2 separate regions of the Mus musculus genome follow, and region 1 is linked to region 2. Evidence: chromatin contacts called from public promoter capture Hi-C data. All regions are on one chromosome and are shown on one strand. The core of a region is the stretch at or near the end of the contact, and the rest is flanking DNA. Distances in the headings are between cores, read along the strand shown.

What was found. Promoter capture Hi-C pulls out the DNA fragments that hold promoters and counts their contacts.
Region 1: a contact with region 2 is called in a promoter capture Hi-C map of hippocampal neurons, with 2.3 times the contacts expected there. The contact joins two enhancer-like sites. A contact is called at or near these places in 5 of 39 promoter capture datasets (the 3T3-L1 cell line, embryonic stem cells, hippocampal neurons and 1 more), 2 of 484 Hi-C or Micro-C datasets (embryonic stem cells and stem cell-derived neural progenitor cells), 2 of 115 datasets of contacts at active chromatin or transcription factors (the HPC-7 cell line and large pre-B cells) and 3 of 9 other capture datasets (adipose tissue, embryonic stem cells and liver).

The regions. Positions count from the first base shown.
Region 1 is chr9:121,817,878-121,820,807 of GRCm38.p6, forward strand. It overlaps Ccdc13 (coiled-coil domain containing 13), which reads right to left. Exons shown (of 16, transcript NM_028384.1): 6 at 2,783-2,899; 7 at 1,618-1,722. Among named protein-coding and RNA genes, the nearest start is that of Gm51698, 16 kb to the left of the region's middle. Within about 2 kb of position 1,489, at least 44 of the 459 cell types and tissues checked have an H3K27ac peak or open chromatin away from gene starts, as enhancers often do. A contact at or near this core is called in hippocampal neurons, where this site is marked.
Region 2 is chr9:121,665,684-121,668,834 of GRCm38.p6, forward strand. Vipr1 (vasoactive intestinal peptide receptor 1) reads left to right here. Exons shown (of 13, transcript NM_011703.4): 10 at 126-217; 11 at 2,751-2,880; 12 at 3,076-3,117. Among named protein-coding and RNA genes, the nearest start is that of Vipr1, 25 kb to the left of the region's middle. Within about 2 kb of position 1,473, at least 27 of the 459 cell types and tissues checked have an H3K27ac peak or open chromatin away from gene starts, as enhancers often do. A contact at or near this core is called in hippocampal neurons, where this site is marked.

The sequences.
Region 1 (2,930 bases), core at 239-2,738, 150 kb after region 2:
TTCTCAAGATCCCCATACTCATCTCCACAGTGGCCACACCATGCTAGGTCCCAGCCATTCCTCTGTCCCTACATCCTATATCCTCACCGAGACACGATGTTCATAAAGCAGTGGCTCGAAGAGAGGAAATCTTAGTGTATCCTTACCCTAATGGCTAAGGATGTTGACTATTAACAGGCGGCCTGCCTGTAACCCCAGAGCTTGAGACACAGAGACAGGGGAGGCCTGAAGCTCTGGGTGTAGGAGACACTGCCTCATGTCTACTCTGGCCTCTTCACACATGCACACACATATATACATTCCGTAACCATTTGTATTTCTTCTTTTCAGAAGTGTATGTGGAAATAATTGTGTATTTAAAATTTGAGTTGTTTGTTCTTTTGCTAAGGTTTTGGAGTTCTTTATATATTCTGATTATCAATCTTCAGAGCTACAGGTGGCAAAGGCTGCCCACACAGCAGGTTCTCATCACTCTGCTGGGCATTTTGTTCCCTAATCCTTTCCGTTTAATGCCATCCTATCAGTTCTTGCCCTGTGTCCCTATTCAGAGGGCCGTGTTCTGTTCCTAGAGCATCGCCAGGCTGTGGGCCTAACACTGAGGCCTCCGATGCCTTTTGAGCTGATACTTCTCAGGGTGAGAGGTAGGCTCTGGTTTTATGCCTCCCCACAGCTGTGCCACATGATAGTGGCAGCCTTTTCTCTAGTATGTGTTTCTTTTACACCACTGTCAAGAATCAGATGAGATCAGGCGTGTTCAAGGTGGTACGGAAGGAGGTAAGTCATTCACACAGCTTCACCAGAGCAACGGTGAGGAGACTTGAGCTCACATCTCTAGGGTCCCAAAGCTTTGGGGGATGTTGTTTCCCTTCACGCTGGCTTCAAGGATTTCATGGATAACCCTAATTTAAAAGGCACCCAGGAGGGTGTAGACTTGATCCCAGGGGATGCAGGTGGCATGCTCGAGGAAGCTTCTGGAAGCTTCTCACTCTAAAGGCAAAATGAGGGTGGAGGTGGGAGTAGGGTAGTAAATCTCGGCTAACCTGTCTAGTGCTCTCTTCAGGATGGCTCCCTGCTGAGGAACCCACCCCTACACATGCCAACACAATCAATCTTGCCAACAGACCAAGGATTCGGGGTTAGGGAGGCACAAGTGTTGTTATCCCCATTACACAGATGCAGAGACTGAGGCACAGAGAGTAATTTGCGTGCCAGTCCACAGGTGGTGAGGAGATCTCTAGGGTTTGAACTCAAGCCAGTCAGCTCTGGAACTGCTTCTCTTAACTACCTGTGGTGTGTGCCAAAATACTTAGAAAATAAAGAGGCAGACCAGGCTGTTTTACTGGCTAACAAAAAGCTTCTGGTATGAAACTGGAAAAAGCATTACAGCAGTCACGCAAACTTAAACGAACTCAGGCAAGCATGCCTGCAGAGACAGAAATGAAACCCAAGGCTGTGGGGCTGGTTAAGAGCCAGGACTGGGCATGTGCAAAGTGTTATGTAAGTGCGTATGCAGGCAATAAACAAATGAAAACCCCTTCACTCTGCAAGGGCATGGTGTGGGAGCCACAGGCCTGCGCCAGTGCCGTGTGCTCCGGGGTCCAGGAGGAGCCCACTCACCCTGCTCTGCAGCACTAGAATTTGTTGAGCCCTTCCCCGCCAGGTCCCAGGTGAGGCCAGCAGCTGCTGGATGTTTACATCTTCCCCAACTTCATTGGCCAGAACCTGAAACAAAGCAAGGCGCTCAGTGTGGGCAGGGGAGAGGCTACCCAGCCCTTCTAGCCCTCACTGCATGGCTCCCAGGCAGTTCTGGGGTGGAGTTCCTGATGGTCCTGATGGCTTTATCTGCATGACCTCCCTCCTACCTCAAAGCTCAGCTGTTAAAGGTCCAGATCTGCTCTGCCTGGGAGGTAGTGAGCCCATCGGGCCAGCCCTTCTCTGGGACACTCCAACACTGTTCTTGCCCCGAGGGCCCCCTGCTCCCTGCACATTCAGCCACCAGTGCCTGCCTCCTTGCATGACTCGCCTGGGATCACAGAATTCTGGAGGGCTCAGGAGGCGTGCTGCACACCACAGGGGCTGGCCTCTGCCAAGTGACTCTTGTAAGTACAGAGAAGTCAACTGAGGCTGCCGTGCTTCAGGAAGACCTGACACTGTGGCCACCAAAGCTGTATGAAGCTAGGCCTACCTCAAGGTTTTGAGGATGAAATAATACCCTCCGTATGTCACCAAGCTGATCCCTATCCAGCAGGACAAGTCTCTGGCCCTTGTTTCCACAATAGAACACTGTTTTGTAATTCTTGGCCAGTCTGAGTGGTTCCAGCAAAGAAGGCAGATGCCAAATTCACTATGTTAATCCAAAACCCTGGCACCGAGCACTTTCCTTGGGAAGGGGCCTTCAGTGCACAAATTCCCTGTTTGTTCCTGTGCTGCAGGTCACAGGTGCAAGGCAGCAGGTGGGCCAGGCAGCCTTTGAGTCACAGGTAAGGCAGCTCACTGGGTCTACCAGGGCACAGGGCAGCCACTGGGGGAGGTACAGAGAAGGCTCCCAGTCCTCTCTCTGCTTGGCAGAGCTAATCTCCTCAGTTCATAGGCAGGTAGTGGGCATCTCAGGGTAGTGGGCAGCCCTTCCAGGAAGCCGGCCACCCCATACCCCAGACAGGACTGACCCAGCACAAGCAGGACTAAGCAGCCCTGCTTTGGAAAAGAAGCCAGTGGGTCATCGGGATTTTCCTGGGACCAACCCTGGTCACACAAGAAGTCCCACACCCTGAGTGTAGAAGACCTTCTGGGCCACACGGAGCTCCTGCTTTGCAGACTGGATCTGGTTGCGCAGGTCACTCATCTTCAGGTTGGTGGCTGCCAGCCTGTCCTGCAGAGCTTTCACCTCTGGGGTCTCCAGCTGGTTGGGAAGGACAGGGAGGAAGCGGTCA
Region 2 (3,151 bases), core at 223-2,722:
ATTTGCCCCAAAGGGAAGAGCCATCAAGAGGTACTATGGAGGGGTGGACAGCACCGGAGAAGAAAACAACCTACCCCAGCTTTCTCTCTCTAAGTGACCAACATCGCGGGTTTGTCATCCAACAGGTGAACTTCATCCTGTTTATCTGCATCATCCGAATCCTGGTTCAGAAGCTACGGCCACCCGACATTGGGAAGAATGATAGCAGCCCATACTCGTGAGTGTGGGCCCAGCAGCCCAGCTCCAAGCTTCCACCCCGGGTCCTCAGATCACTGCCCTACACATGACCTCACACGCCTACAAGTACCCAGAGCCAGACATTACTCTTCCCCATGGCCAGGCTCAGCATCCCCTGCCCATCATCACCAAGCCCTCCACACCTACATCTGCTCTCCTGATGCTCAATGTCCTTCAGGTTCACACTGCTGCCCTAGGGAGCTTGAAGGGAGTGGAAACCCTGTGCCTGCCTCACACACTGTGCAGTCTGACCTATGCCTGGCAGAGAAGGGAATACAACAGATGCCCAGCAGGAGATGTCCTGGGAGACCCCATTCCACATCGAGGCAACCACATTCAGTATTCCCCACTGATAGCTATCACATCCTTACAGAGATCAGGCACAGGCTGAGAGGTCTCCATGCCTCTGCCCGTGTCACACTCGGGATCCGCAGTAAAATGTTCCCAGCTGTACAAAAGACAGATATGAACTTCCTCAGCCTCCAAAGTTGGAGCACACCACTATGGGCAGGAAGAGAGGAGGCATTTTCTTTCCTTGATGCTGTGACAAAATGCCTGACAGGCAATTTAAGGAAGCAATTAGAAACCGTGCTTTAGCTTCTAGCTCAAGGGCACCACTCGTCAAGGCAGAGACTCGGCTGTAAAGCTTAAGGCAGCCAGTCATCCTGCATCCGATCTGAAAGTGAGAGACGAACACCAGCACTCAGCTCACTTTCTCCTTTCTATTCAGTCTGAGACCCCAGCCCACGGGACGGTGCCACCGATAGTCAGGGTGGGTCTTCCCACCTCAACACCATCCAGAAATCCCCTCTCAGATATGCCCAGAGGTTTGTCTCCTCCGTGATTCTAAGTCCTGCTGGTAATTGATATTAATCATTGCAAGGGCCGTAATTCACTGCTTGAAAAGAGGAGGGGCACTGGGAAGGCCAGCAAGTTTCTATGGAAATCAGAGCTTGCAGGCACGTGAAGGAAACATAAAACATGACCGGGGCACCCTTGCAAAGGCCCGAAGAACCTTTACACTCACAGTGGCAATGGAGAACAGACCCACCATGCAGGCCACCCCACAAGGGCCATCCAGTCCTGGGATCCTAGATGTTCTTAACCTGGCCTCCGTTAGGGGAATCTCAGCTGTGGTTGGAAGATTTCCCACTGGAGGAGTCACGAGCTGCTGGATTTGGGATTCTGTTCTGGAGCCCTGTGACGGTCGGGCCTGAGGCTGACGCTTCCTCCCATTCCTGGTGTGACAGCATTCTGTCCCTAGCAGGCTGCATGGGCAGGACAACCCTCTCTTTCCCAGAAGGAGACGTGCGTGCGGGGCTTGCCCACTGCCGGGAGGCAGCACTCCTGTCCCACACGCGCACACGGGTGTCCTTTACCTCAGCGACCTTGTTTCCCAGAAGTCCAGCTGCAACGGGCTAGAATCTGGGGGACAGAACCCAAACTGGTCGTGGCCAGGTCTGTGTGGGTGAGATGGAAAGGAACAGCTGTCGCAGACAGAAGGGGGAGCTGGAGCTGGCAATCCCCAAGGAGGGGCTGTCAGTTCCCACTCTCAATTTAAAGAAAGCCTCCATCTGTCAGACTCTGAGTATGGGATGGGTTCATGGCCAAAGAGGTGTGGCTGGGAGCCAGGCCCAAGAAGGAGGGAAGGTCTAGGTTGCATCTGCATGGGGTGGGATCTCAGAACCAAGGCAGGAGAGGCAGGGGCAAATGTGTTTCTATCCCACCCACATCCACCCTGACCTATTTTCTGCCAGGGAATTAGGAAACTGTGGCCCTTACCGCCTGGACCAGCTGTGAGGTCTGCTGAGTATACACAGTAGAGGGCCTTAGCAGTAGATAGAGGGAGTGCTGGCCCCGCTGGCACCAGGGCAGAGGGAAGACAAGCTGGCCTTTTGGAGCAGGACTCTGCACTGCTAGAGATGCGGGAGGGAAGCGGTCTCAGGGAAAGAGGCAACCCCTAGAGACAGGGCCACAGAGGAAGAGCAGGAGCCACAAGTGTGCACACACTAACTAATGAGCAGGCCTAACAGCGAGTGCTCCTCACCCTCCTGCACACCGGGCACATGTGGCCAGCCCTGGAGCTGGGAAGGCTCCATTCCTAGGAGCTAGTGTCCTTGGAGACACCCACAGCACTTCCGAGGAGACAGCATCCCCGAAGCGTGACATCGCCTCACTCTTCAGCTGGGGACACAGACCAGAGGGGGGGGGGACCGACCGGGAAGTCTTGCCTCCTGAGTCTTACGTAACACATCATACTTGGTGGCCTTCCTCCAGAAGGGGGAGAAAGAAGGGAGTTTAATTCTCTCGTGTGCTTTCCCCAGGCAAGGAGGTAGGGGGACAGGAGAGCGGTATCACTGACAGACAGGGGACAGGATAGAGTGGGCATGCCGTGGGGATGGGGCAGCCACTGTTCATCCTCACAGGGTCTGGTCACTATTGCATTTGGTATACCCACACCCATCTCCCCATGTGGCTATACATACCCACACCCTACCTCTCCCTGTCCCCAGGAGGCTGGCCAAGTCCACACTTCTGCTCATCCCTCTGTTTGGAGTTCACTATGTCATGTTTGCCTTCTTCCCCGACAACTTTAAGGCCCAGGTGAAAATGGTCTTTGAACTCGTCGTAGGGTCTTTCCAGGTATGAACGTGGGCCTGAGGAATTCACCTCAGCTGCCGTGGGCCCCAGATTCCAGTCATAAGTTCTGGATAAGCACCCCCATTGTGCTCAGTGCTTTCCTTAAGCAGGGGTGAAGGGGCTGTGGGGAAGTGGGGTGGGGTGGGTGGGGCTGGGAGTGCCTGCAGTCCTTTTGCCTCACCTCCTCTTCCTCCTCAGGGTTTTGTGGTGGCCATCCTCTACTGCTTCCTCAATGGCGAGGTGAGTGCCTCCCACATCCTGGTGGGCAGGCTCA